Regions from separate parts of the Mus musculus genome. Here region 2 is linked to region 1. The links are chromatin contacts, called in public promoter capture Hi-C maps. All regions are on one chromosome and are shown on one strand. The core of a region is the stretch at or near the end of the contact, and the rest is flanking DNA. Distances in the headings are between cores, read along the strand shown. Region 1 holds the start of Igtp (interferon gamma induced GTPase). Region 2 holds the start of Gid4 (GID complex subunit 4, VID24 homolog).

The links. Promoter capture Hi-C pulls out the DNA fragments that hold promoters and counts their contacts.
Region 2: a contact with region 1 is called in a promoter capture Hi-C map of the HPC-7 cell line. The contact joins the promoter of Gid4 here to the promoter of Igtp in region 1. A contact is called at or near these places in 2 of 39 promoter capture datasets (the HPC-7 cell line and pre-B cells).

The regions. Positions count from the first base shown.
Region 1 is chr11:58,197,698-58,204,445 of GRCm38.p6, reverse strand. It overlaps Igtp (interferon gamma induced GTPase), which reads right to left and starts at 4,890. Exons shown (of 3, transcript NM_018738.4): 1 at 4,667-4,890; 2 at 2,729-2,978. The coding sequence starts at 2,767.
Region 2 is chr11:60,413,747-60,420,502 of GRCm38.p6, reverse strand. It overlaps Gid4 (GID complex subunit 4, VID24 homolog), which reads right to left and starts at 3,358. Exons shown (of 6, transcript NM_025757.4): 1 at 2,659-3,358. The coding sequence starts at 2,847. It overlaps Atpaf2 (ATP synthase mitochondrial F1 complex assembly factor 2), which reads left to right and starts at 3,469. Exons shown (of 8, transcript NM_145427.3): 1 at 3,469-3,752. The coding sequence starts at 3,593.

The sequences.
Region 1 (6,748 bases), core at 3,641-6,140:
TAATGATTCTGGCGTTTTGCTTGTTTGGTTTTTAGATTGATTTGTATGTATGTGTGTTTTGCCCACATGTATATCTACATAATATACATAATGACACTAATATAAGAATTCAGATTATTCTGCAAACGGGTTGGCTGAATCCTCACCATGAGATCAAGCATTGTGAGCCTCTCGGTTGCAATGAGAATTGGGTGAGGTGACCGAGTGGGCTGTATTGAAGATACATGACTCCCTTGCTATTCCTAGGTAACAGGCCTGTGTAGTGGGTTTGCCCTAATGCTGCTTGTACTCTAATGTTAATTTGGGTCCCCAAAACTGCTTACAGGTTTCTAGGAACTTGCCCCCAATTGGTTCTGACTGGTAAATAAAAATTCCATCAGCCAGTAGCTGGGAAGACATACAGAGGTGGGTTTTTGGAATTTCCCAGGCTTGGGATCAGGAGAGAGGAAGAAGAAGGGAGAGTGTCGAGGAAAGGAGAGACGACATGTCAGAGAAAAGTACAGGCGAGAGAGGTATGGATGCCATGTGAAGGAACCAGGAGAGTGCAGCCCAGACCAGTGGGTCCAGAGCACAAAACAGAACACAGAATTCTTGGAATTCTCTGTACAAGGTAGATTCCATCAGTAGTGGAGGTCAGGCAGTGGCCAGCTATTGTGCTGAGTAAGGCACAATACAAAACACAAAGGTTATGTGTGTGTCTTTCATTCTGGAACATAACGCCAGGAATTATCAATTAATTATTTCAACAGGCCTTCTTCACAATGCCACCATTAACAGGGATTGTTGGAACATAGAATTTGTGGAAACCTAAATCTGTCTTCTAGAACCATGATCAAAATGGCTCCAGAACAAACTATCTCTTATTTCCTTAAGAAAAGGAAAATTCTATCTATTAAAATGATCAGATGGCGGGCTGGCGAGATGGCTCAATGGGTAAGAGCACTGACTGTTCTTCTGAAGGTCCCGAGTTCAATTCCCAGCAACTACATGGTGGCTCACAACCACCCGTAATGAGATCTGACGACCTCTTCTGGTGTGTCTGAAGACAGCTACAGTGTACTTACATATAATAAATAAATCTTAAAAAAAAAAAAAAAAAAGATCAGATGGCATCTTGGGCCAATAGAAAAGCTTCCCCTGCCAGACGTGGTGGCTCCCAGCACTCGGGAGGCAGAGACAGGTGGATCTCTGAGTTCGAGACCAACCTGGTCTACAGAATGAGTTCCAGGACAGCCAGGGCTACACAGAGAAACCCTGTCTCGTTAAAAAAAAAAGAAAGAAAGAAAGAAAGAAAGAAAGAAAGAAAGAAAGAAAGAAAGAAAGAAAGAAAGAAAGAAAGAAAGAAAGAGAAAAGCTTCCCCCATTCTGCTTCTCTGATGTGTCTACTGATATATTTAAATTTACCTTGATTTAGGATTTGTTGTTGTGTAAAGCTATAAAAACCTTCTGAAGCTTCCACATTAGAACATAAATGTGGGGTAACTTAAATCTCTATTCCTAGGCCATGGAAACTCAAAATCGCTCCAGAATAAACAACCTCTTATTTCCTTGAGAGAGAGGGGGCGGGGAGAGGAAGAGGGGAGAGGGGGTAGGGGAGAGGGGAGAGGGAGACACCCCAAGAGGTGTTACTCAGTTGATAAGAGTGTTTGACTAACACACACGAAGCGCTGGGTTCAGTCCCTAGTACCACAGAAAACCGGGCATGTGTCTTAAGCTTGTAGTCCCAGAATTTAGGAGTTGGAAGCAAGAGGATAAGAAAATTAAAGGCATCCTCACCTACACAGTAAGTTTGAGCCTAGCTTGGACTTCGTGAGACCCTGTCTCAAAAAGAAAAAAAAGAAAAAATAGCCCTTTCTGTGTGCATCACCACCAACATTTCAAAACTTCACATCAGCCAGATGTGGTGGTGAACGCCCTTCATCCCAGCAGAAGCAGGCAAATCTCTGAGTTCCAGGACAGTCAGGGCTACACAGAGAAACCCTGCCTCAAATAAATAAATAAATAAATAAATAAATAAATAAATAAATAAATAAATCCTAAATTTGCCAGGAGGTGGTGGCACACACCTTTAATCCCAGCATTTGGGAGGCTGAGGCAGGTGGATTTCTGAGTTCGAGGCCAGCCTGGTCTACAGAGTGAGTTCCAGGACAGCCAGGGCTACACAGAGAGACCCTGTCTCGAAAACAACAAAATAAAACAAACAAACAAACAAACAAACAAAACCTCCCAAACTCAAGACCATCTCTTTGATTCATGTAGTGTGTACCTGTATCCCATGAAGGATACTTTTCCCATCCTTACACTGAAGAGCCCAGTGTCTGCACCAAAAAGCCACCGTTCTAGCTGTGGGACCACTTCCAGGGAACAACTTCTGAGTGTTGATTAGTTCCCTGGGATGGCCCCACCCAGTTCTCTCCTGGGCTAGCGTCTCTCTTTACTCCTTTCCTCGGTGGCCTCCCCTCCTGTCCCGGGTGGCCTCTCTCCTCAGTCCTCTCTCCTGGGATGTTTCCTCCCTTTGTTCCCTTCCTGAAGTGAGTTCATCTCTCCCCCCAGAGCACTGTCTGCAGCCACTCACACAGTGGCTGGGCCTGGACATAAGCTCAGAACGGAGGAGTTCAGCCAAGAGCCCCAACCTGTGTTTGAAGCCTCATCCAACTCCCTGCCAGCCCAACCAGTTTCTGAAGTCTCAGTTTTCTCATCGGTACATCAGGCAAGCCATGCTACTCACCTTCCAGATATTTTGTGGCAACTTTGTGACTAAATCCATGGGACGTGTGTGCCCTGCTCTCTCTCTCTCTCTCTCCACAGCTCTCCGCTGTCTGAGTGAACGCTCTGGAGTCTCAGCTAAAATGGCTGGGCCGGTGGTCCTCGGCTTCTTTCTTCTCTCTTCAACTTTATGGAGTATGAAGGTCTATGTCTGTGGGCCTGAACTCTGTGGGTCTGCTCTAGGCCTTGCACTCTTTACTCTCCTTCAGAACCTGTTAGAAAAACGATTTTACAACAACTGATGACAGATGAGGAAAATGTATTGTCAGAAACCACAAGGAGCTCTTTCTGCCATCTCTCCGTGAGCTTGCTTGTGGTGTGCATGCCCCGGCGGGTGCTCTCAAGAACAGCTGAGAAGAGAGGCAAATGCCAGGCACTCGTCGGGCCGTGGGCCAAGGCATCGCTCAGGTCCTAACTGAGATGATGAAGCAAAGCTACATTGGCGAATTTTAAATCATTGATGATCTCAGAGCTGGGGACTACTGTGGGCCCCAAAGGCAGGCTGAACAAGTGCGGACCTGCTCCCACCTGTCAGTGTGGCTTCACCGTACTGGACCATGAAGAAGCAAGACGAAAACACACAGAGGGGGGAAATCCCGGGATTCTTTTTTTTTTTTTTTTTTTTTTTTGGTTTTTCGAGACAGGGTTTCTCTGTGTAGCCCTGGCTGTCCTCGAACTCAGAAATCCGCCTGCCTCTGCCTCCCAAGTGCTGGAATTAAAGGCGTGTGCCACCTTTTTATAGAGGTGTAAAACATAAATAAAAAGCCCCCGTGGACTGTTCAAGAAAAAAAAAAAACCAACAAAAAGAAAGACAAGGAAAGAAAAAAGAAAAGAAAGGAAGAAAGGAGAGAAGAAAGACATCTTGAATTATACAAAGCAGTTCCTGGTCACGCTTCTGGTTGATCTAAAGCTGACTACAATTCTCCATAAAGATCCAGATCTCTCTAAATACTCTGGGGAAAGGGGGGGAAAGAGATGCCTCAATGAAGAAAGCACTGGCCTCACAAGCAGGAGTTTGAACCCCTGGCATCCACATAAAAGCCAGTTTCAATACTCATGCCTAAAATACCCTAGCTGGAGAGGTGGAGGTCCAGAGGAGGATCCCAGAGGGCTTGCTGGCCAGCCAGTCAGTCTAGCCAAGAGGTTCACTGAGAGATTCTATTTCAATAAAATGAAATAAATTGGAGAGTGACTGAGGAAGACACCCTAATGTCAGCCTCTGGATTATACACACATACACACTGGCAAGCAGACACTCGGGCCCACACACAAATGCAATAGTCTCACACACACCTGCACAAAAAAGGTCACATACACAGTGGAAGTGGCAGCCCATTGGTTGCCTATGTTACTATGTTCCGTCGGGTTGCATTTTGTTATACTCTCTTCCAAAAGATTAAATTAAATGCTGGCAGATGAAGAACCAGCGTCTCCAAGGCAGATAGATAATGCCCAACAGAGTTAGACAAAAAGTTTCCTTATGAACCCAGCCTTCCAAGCCAGAGTTCTAGCCCCTGCGTGTCGCACATGGAGAACAGATGCACATTACACAATTCCAGAATGTTCCAATATTACCTGTGGGCTGTTCTGATCCTGGACTCTGGCCCCTGAGGGGTCATCGAAGTAGTGGCCAAGAGAATTTGAGTAAAATCCCACCTGTTTTCTCTTAACTAGGCTCCCTCAGAAGACCCACAAACCCAGGGATACCCAGGTAAAAAAAGAAGCACACTGCTTCTCTCTGGTGAATTGGAAGGACTTGATTCAGCCAGACACCATGCACTCCGATCCTGAAGACAGTGCAGGAGGGTGCCTGCTGCACAGGGTGCCCCAGAGGAACACCTGACCCCAGACTCCCCTGCCCTGAGCAGGTTTATAGGCCAAGCAGGAGCCCCTCACCTACCTGCTCAGAAGCCTTACAAAGCTGCAATCCAGGCTCAGGACGGTCAGGAGAGAGAGAAGTGTGGTGGGGCAGGGTCCTGTGGGGAAGAGCGATTAGAAGAGGCAGGAGCAGCTGAAGGGCAGCCTGAGCTCCTAGGTTTCCTCTCAGACCCTGCTCTATCTATGTTGGCCCAGATGTAAGTCCCCAACTTCTAGGCGTGAGCCCTGCCTGCCTCCTCCCCAAGGGGCGGGGCCTGATGCCCGAACAGCTTTCAGTTTCAGTTCCTAGAAATGGCTAGTTTTCGGGAGTTAGCACTCAGAGGCCACGTTCTTCTTCAAAGAGAGGGGTAACTGGGCCAGATTCCAGGTATAGAGGTCAGAAGTCTGCCCGTGAAGCCTGCCATTCAGACTTCGGTCAGAGCTGCCTTGTCTGACCCTGCTACCTCCTTTCCGGAGCCCCTCTTAATGATGGCACCATGTTGAGACCCAGCGAACTTGGTCCTTGGAGAACTACTCGCCCTTCATTGCTGCTCCTTGGGGCTTCTGTCGCTTCTCATTGTCTACTCGCTCCTTCCCGCCCACTCAGCTCAGGGGCAGAAATTCCACCTACTCTGCCCTGTTCCAATTCTGTCGTCTCCCCAGGATCAAAGTATGCGGCAGAATATGCCACCTTTAAGTGGTCTCCTTCTGCCCACCGGTTTCTCTTGAGTTCAGGAAAAATATTTAAAACAAAGCAAAACAAAAACCAAAAAATAAAAATAAACACTCTCCCCCCCTCCCCCTCCCCCCTCCCCCTCCCCCCTCTCCCCCTCCCCCTCTCCTTTTTTTTTTGTGTACAGTGATGCCCTGGACCACTGAGTGCCCAGGTAGAGGGGAATGGGCTAGTTTCCCTGTGTAATTGCTTAGCAGGGTAAGTGGCTGATGGGAAGTGTGTGCTCATTTGCACAGTCCATGCCCCCAGGGCTCCCCCCACCCCAGGCCATTTACTGACCTGGTCTTTCATTTTCACTCACTGTCCCTAACATCCTGACTCCCTCCCTCCCCCATCCCTCCCTTCAATAGGTGTGCATGTGCATGAGCCTCGGAGGTCGGAGCAGAGAGTTGGAACCCGTGCAACCGGAGTTACAGGACATTTCTCTGTATAGCTCTGACTGTCTTGGAACTCACTCTGTAGACCAGGCTGGCCTTGAGCTCAGAAATTCGCCTGCCTCTGCCTCCCAAGTGCTGGGATTAAAGGCGTGGCCACCTCTCCCGGCCTGGGCATCAGATCTTAATACAGATGGTTGTGAGCCACCATGTGGTTGCTGGGATTTGAATTCAGGACCTTCGGAAGAGCAGTCAGTGCTTTTACCTGCTAAGTCATCTCATTTTTAAGTGTCTCTGCCACCTGTGACTTCTCTCGCTCAGAAAATGACAGCAGGCAGCACTCTGCAAGATGCCCTTGCACAGGAGTGTTCCTGATCGATGAACTTGGTCAATAGATGATTGACAGGCTGGGGAGATGAAGTCAGTAAGGTGCTTACAGTGCACACACAGGGACCTGAGTTCAATCCTCCAGATCCCATGTCAAAAGTTAGACGTGGTGATATGTACTAGTAACTCCAGTACGGAGATAGGCTGATGGCCAGCCAGCCTAGACTATTTGGTAAGCCCCAGTTACAGTGAGAGACTTTGTGTCAATAAACAAGGTGGAGAACCTCTGAGGAAAGACAGACAAAGTTGTCCTGTAGCCTCCATATGTGTGTGCATACACAGGTGATGATTTACAAAGAAGGTATAACAGACCCCTAGGACCAGGCTGTCTCTGTCCCTGAGACCCAAAGGTGACTGCTGTGCATGCGAACTTCCCAACGATCTCTCCTGTGTGAGGAACATTCGCCACATCAGGGGACATCAGCAGGATTGCCACTATCCACCTGTATTCTTTTCTACCCTTTGCCTTTATAGCTGGCCTCTGCTTCCCGACTGTCACCAGAGCAAGAACAAGAAGCAGACTCCTGTCCCTGCTGGGCTACAGGGAGATGTCAGTTTCGTAAGAATCTAAACAAACCAGGCACTCAGGAGGCAGAGGCAGGAGGATCTCTTGAGTTCGAGGTCAGCCTGG
Region 2 (6,756 bases), core at 2,109-4,608, 2.2 Mb before region 1:
TACTGACATGTGCTGAGACATGGATGAGCCCTGAATATATGCTATGTAAAGAAGCAGGTCATGAAAGGAAAACTATGTGACCCTATTTATACAACATGTGCGGGACAGGTAGAAGATGAACCTAAGTTTTTGGGTTTTTTTTTTTTGTTTTTTTGAGGATGGGTCTCATTCTGCAGCCCAGATTCTGGCCTCAGGTTCTGAATTTTGGAATTACAAGTGAATACTACCAAATCTGGTCTCAGAATAGGTAAATCTGCAGAAAAAGATTAGCCTAGGATTGGTAAGTGTGATGGCTGAGGTGTACAAAGGTTTCTTTTGGGGCAATATAAATGTTCTAAAATCTGGTGATAGTTGTATAACTTTGTGAATATCCTAAAAATCATTAAGGGTACACCTTGAATAGGTAAACAGTATGGTATGTGGAGTGTATCTTAGCAAAAGTACTTAGGCCAAACAAGCAGGTATACTTTCATTGATTTGACTTCAGAGTCCATGCCTTTAACTGCAACAATATTCTGCTTCCTAAAAATAGTTTAAGTCAAACAAGAAAAGCAGGAAAGAAGTTGAATTATGAAAGACAGAACTTTTCTCAGAGGGCTGAGTCTAGAGAAGACCAATTAACATAACAGTTCCTATGCCCCTACCTGATCACAGTAACAAGCTCACTGGCAGAGATGTAGGGGAGCATTCCGTGGCACGACCACCAACCATTCCCACCACTCGGCATTCCACGGAAGGATATGGGCTACCCGACACCTACCAACCATGCCTCTAACTCAATCACTATTTCCACTGATTCACAAGGCCCCTGTCGAGGCAGGGAACAACAGACAAATGATAGGAACAGACTTCCCTTTGAAACCTAGTTGCTCTGGCAGCTATGAACCTATTACATCAGAAATCAGTAAATGGGCATAAATTCAGGGCCACTCTAAACATGATCCATGTAGAGAACTCACTTCCAGAATTTTATGATTGAATGAATTAAAAAAACAAAAAGCCTAATTTTTTTCATACTATAGTATCACATCTTAAGGAGGAAAAAAAATGATTATCACAGTAGGTAACAAGACTTGAAATAACTCAGTCACAGCTTTCCAATGACAATAAATACCATACTTCATGATAGAGCTTTATGGGGAAAAATTACATTTAATAAGAGTATGGTTTTCCCAATCTCAAAGCTGAGAGAACTATTTCTACAAATGGTAGGAAAGAAAAGAGCTGATGAGTGTGCTGCAGTTAGAAAGCAGAGACACTCTCGAGTCTTTGGAGTGGGAGATCTATTTGCTCAAAAGAATCTGAGATGGGAAATTAGAACCAAGGGTGGTGGATGCTGTACATGTTCAATATACATCTCCCCGGGCCCTGGGGCAGTATGCACCTCTAAACCTCTGGCTTTCAAGGAACAAGACTTGGGGAACTACCTAGGAGGTGGCATTAGGAGAAAGCACACAAGGTGGGACAGGGAATTGGTCTTCTGGCAGACAGTTTAATACCTAGAAAGAAGAGTATTGTGGAGAGGGGAGATAGATAAAAGAGAAATATCTACTCCCACCAATCTCCTTCAGTTGGGAAAAGCTTCAAGGGGGAGAGAAAGAGGTGGAGTTCTGGAAAAGAAAGGCCCAGAGAAGATGAAGCTGAAGTTTCAAAGTTGTTCAGGGACTGGCAGCCACCAGCCAGTACTCAGATATCCAGGTCAAATAGGGGGAGGTAAGTGGACACAAAACAAAACTGTGTTAGATTTCCCAGTACTTAGGCATCTGAGGCTCGGAGGAAACTCTGGAGCTATGCAGATAACAATCAGCAACACTACAGCCAGCAATAGCAACCAGCTAGATCAAGGTGCGAGGTCTGGGGAGAGGCCAGGGGGACTGCCAGGGATGGGAAGGAGCCACAGCAGGGTAGGGTAAGAAGCCTGGGACAGGAAGCAAAGTGTAGCAGCGGATGCCTATGAACTGACTGACGCCGGGTTTTGGTACTGGAAGGCCCCACGAGACAAGGTCTTAACACTAAGTGGTGCAACTGGAGATATTTGGGTGTGAGGCTCCCTGGTCTTTGGGGAGCCTCAACCTCTGTGGGTTGTCTCAGCCAATGGAGGGAGGTTGGCCACCTCTCCCCCGTCAGCAGTGGGCTGACTGAGTTCTCCTAAGGAGCAATGTCCCTGGCACTCAGGATGGAGTTGGGGTCAGAGGAAAAGCTTCATTCCGGGAGAATGTGACACTGGCCGCTATCGAGAGGTACTGAGTTTGGGGCAGCCAATGGAGAGTTTTTCAGGATCCGACAGGGACTGGTGGGAGGGCTGGCTGGTGTAGGGAGGACAGGACTTGGGAAGAACCGACTCAGGCTAAAGGACGGCTAGTCATGGGGGAGCTTCCGGATGCCCAAGCCGGCGAGTCAAAGGCTCTAAGTGTGGGACAGTCTTCGGGGTCTGTCGGAGACTGGCCACTACAGGCTCTGAGTCTAGGGGTGGGCTAGGGGTAGGGTTCGAGAGTGTGACATCAGCTGGGCAGGTCCCGGTGGGAGGCGCCGGGTGCAGGAGGCCCCGGCAGTGAGAGGGCCTGGTCCGCGGCTGAGGGCTCGAGGAGCCCAGGGCAGGCCCGGCCCGTGAGCGCCGCGAGGAGGCCCTCGGGCCCGGCCTTGCCGCCTGGCGCTCACCTGCAGCACCACCTCTACGTCGTACGAGTTCCCCTTGCTCTTCTGGTGGCCACGGAACTTGGAGCCGCTGTAGAGCAAGCTGGTGGCCACGCCGGGCTGCTGGGTGTTGATGGGCGGCGGCGGGATGAGTGAGGCCGCGGATGTGGTTGAGGCACCCGCCGGCGGGGGACACTCGGTGCGGACCGGCATCGCGGGGTCCCCCGGAGCCAGGGCTGGGGGAGGGGGAAGGAACCGCCGCCGCCGCGCGGGAGCCGAAGCTGCGGGGAGGGCGGACCCGGGCGCGCACGCGCGGGGGAGGGGCCGGGGAACCACCCGCCCGCTGAGGCCAGACCAAGCGCTCGTGTTGCCACCTGGACCCGGAGACCTGCAAGCAGGGCCTCCCAGACCTGAGCTGGGTCTCCCTTCCCACTTGCCCTCGCGGGTACACACACACACACACACACACACACACACACACACACACGCACGCACGCACACACACACACACGCGCATACACACTCACTCACTCATACACACGCGCTCACACACACACGCGCGCGCTCACACACACACAAACACACACACACTCTGCAGCTTCCAATTGGCGCGGGCGCGCTGGAGAGGCGGGAGCAAGCTCACGCGGCGCTTCCGCCCATTGGCGGACAGAGAAAGCACGTGGCGCAGAGCGCGAACGGCCCTCTGGGACTTGTAGTTTTCTTCCCGTGGCGCGGCATGGAGGGGGCGTGGCGAGCACGTTTATGATGCTGATTGACGGGGGCGGGAGTGGCGCGCAGCGGGGCGCACGGCTGCGACGGCGCGCCGTAGGTGTCATGAGGAAGATGGCGGCGTGCTGAGGAGGCTGAGGGCTATGAACCCTTGGTGAGAGGTTTCCGTACAGAACCAGCGAGGGGTGTGGGGTTCTCTTCGCTCTTTTCCTGTACTCTGTTTCCACGCATGTGTCCACCCAGGTCCTTGGGCAGGATGTGGCGAATCTACCCCCGGCTGAGGGACCGGTGGCGCGGTCTCTTGGACCGGCGTCTCAGTGACCCCACCGTCTCAGTATGGCCGGGGCCAGCTCCGCAGCCTCCGGCCCGGGCCTATGTCCCGCCAACAGGTGAGGCCCGGACATAATGTGACTTTTTGGTCAGGAGCCAAGTCGGGCTCACCTGGAGGAAGGTTTCTGACGTGCAATGCGGGGTGACAGGCAGGGTTCAGGCCTATGCGAATATTTAGAGCAACAGAGTTCTGTTTCAATTTGAAAAATGACATCCAAACAAGTGCGAGGGTGACTTTAGGGGACACAGCGTGCCCAGGACACGAGATATTTGGCTCTTGAGGCTTTTCTCAATTTCCTTTATTTTTTCTTTTCTTTTTATTTTTTCGGGGATAGGATTTTTCTGTGTAACCCTGGCTGCTCTGGAACTCACTCTATAGACCAGGCTGGCCTCGTACTCAGAGATCCTCCTGTCTCTAGTTCCTGAGTGCTACCACCACTACCACCACCACCACCACCTCCCAGCTTCAGGGTTTTTTTGTTTGCTTGTTTGTTTGTTTGTTTGTTTTTCCTTTTAAAGGGGAGCAGGTGTCTTAGTTGGATTCAGAAAGGAAAATTTGGGCTTTCAATCAGGACATCCAAGGTCACAGAGCAGACTGGTTGAGGCTATGGAAGGCAAAGACTGACCTGACTGTGTTGTGTCCTCATGACTGTGTTGTGTCCTCAGGACCCAGCAGAAGACTTGGCACAGAGGCAGGCCTTAAGTCTTCCACCACACACAGCACACTTCCTTAGGGGTTTGCGGGCCCTCTGTCCTAGTGCAGTGCCACAGCCTCTGCATTCTCTGCAGCTTTCTCTAAGTGGGAGTTTATGCCAGGCTTCTTTGACCTACTAAGGACTGTAATAAGACTGAAAGAAGGTTATTTCATTGCTTCTGAAAGAGAGATTGCTACAAGTGAGGTTCACTTCAGTGAATGAAAAGTAGTGATGACCTCTCTAAATTCAGTTAGTTGTTTTGTGTTGAGGGCATGTGGTCTCACCTGAATGATTCTCAACATCAGATGCAGGATTCATTATGCTTACGAAACAATAGTTTGCAATATATTGTGATATGGGAACTATGAAGGACTTAAGAAATCACAAGGATGAGCGTGTACAGGGTGATTGAAAGGGCATTTAAACTGGGGCTTGAGAGATGAGTAAGAGTTTGATGGGGGAGAAAGGGGGTGTAACATGTCCAGAGGTGATGACTGGGTGTTAGAGGTCTTGCTGCAACACTGCCCTCATTAGGCAACAATTCCATAGGCAGTTTGGCAATTGGCATAAGAGTACAAACCTGGGGTCTGTTGTTGGCAAAATCTCTGAGGTACTGTGGTCTTGGGCATGTATGATGTTGCTTTCTTTGGTGATCTGAAGCATGAGATTGCCTTTAAGAATTCTTTAGGCTGTAAATCCCATAATTTCTTGTTTCATTTAGTGTGTATATATCTGTGTGTGCACTTGGCATGCACATGGAGGTCAGAGGACAACCAGCAGGACTTGGTTGTGGCTTTGAGGGACTGAACTGAGGATGTTGGGTTTAGTGGTCAGCGTCTATACGTGGTGAGCCGTTCAATGGTCTATAGCCCATGATTTTATATAACTGGGGAAGGGAGTGGATGCACCAGGGAGCTGATTTTTGCTTATCAGGACACAAACGAAGGCCTAAAAGTGGGGCAGAAAAAGCCAGTAAAGACAAAGGAAGAAGCTAAGAGTAGCGTCACACACATGTATCAGCTGCTTGGGAGCCTGAGATAGGATCACTTGAGGTCATGGGGTATGGGGAGGAGGAGAACGGGCTTGACTTACAGATAGCTCTCTGTGCCCCATTCATTCATACATTCCTATTTTCTTTCACCTTTGACTACCTACTATGTGCTAAATAATGCTAAGAGCCAACTGGTAAGTCTGTAATACAGAAGAAAAGATGGCAGATCAAGCACCTCCACAATGGAAAACAAAAAGCATCCATGCGCTTAAATTGACCCTTTGCCTATTTAGTGAACTCCTGAATGTGTTCCTTTGTTTATGCCGTGCCTCCCTAGGGTATGCTTTGCTCTTTTTGTCCTCCCCAGGTGGGAGATATTTTTGTGTATCTTTGAAGTATGTAAATTATTAAGTCCTTCTTCTTTAAGAATCCACTTGTCAATGTTAGGAACAGCTACACCATAGAAACTTGTCAGGAGAGGAGAGGCTTTTGAAGGAAGGGCTCGCTGTGGGGTTGGAGGAGGAGGTCCTGCAGTGCAGAGACCTTTGTGAGGCCATTGCCACCCTCCTGCTGTTTTCTGCCCAGAGGAGGATGTAGTTTGGAGAAGCAGCATATGAGGTAAATTCCCAAAGAAATAAAAGCTTGAAGTCCTGTCCTGTTCCTACCATTTACAAATTGCCTCCTGTCCAAGGCAGCTTCTCCAAGTTTCTGCCACTTAAGAGACGTTACCTGCTTTGCCATTCTCATAGGAGTGTCAGGGACCAGACGGCTATCTGCTTTTGAAGTAGAGTTTTATTGGAACAAAGCCACATACTCATACATATTGTCTGCTTTCATTATATTGGCCAGAACAGCCTAGGGTATGGACCTCCACTCCAGATGAAAAGCAATTTGGAAAATAGTGCACTTATGTATTTGGCTGCAAGAATTTTTTATTATCATATATTTATTTGTGTATGCATGTATTTGGGCATCCATGTGCCACTGTACATGTGGCGATGAGAGGACAACCTCTGACAGTTGGTGCTCTCTTGCTACCTTTACATGGGCTTGGGAGATTAAACTTGGAATCAGACTTGCTTGTAAGCACCTTTACCCACGGAGCCATCTCTCTGACCCTGGCAGAATTTTAAATACCTTTATTAAGATATAATTTACTTAAGGGGCTAGAGAGATGGCCCAGAGATTAAGAACACTTGTTGCTTTTACAGAGGAATGGGTTCAGTTCCCAGCACCCATATAGTGACTCACAGCCATCTGTAACTCCAGTTCCATGGGATCAGATACCCTCTTCTGACCTTGACCTCTGTGGGTACAAAGCACATACATAGCACATGTACATACAGTCAGACAGAGCACTCACAGGTGAGATAAAAT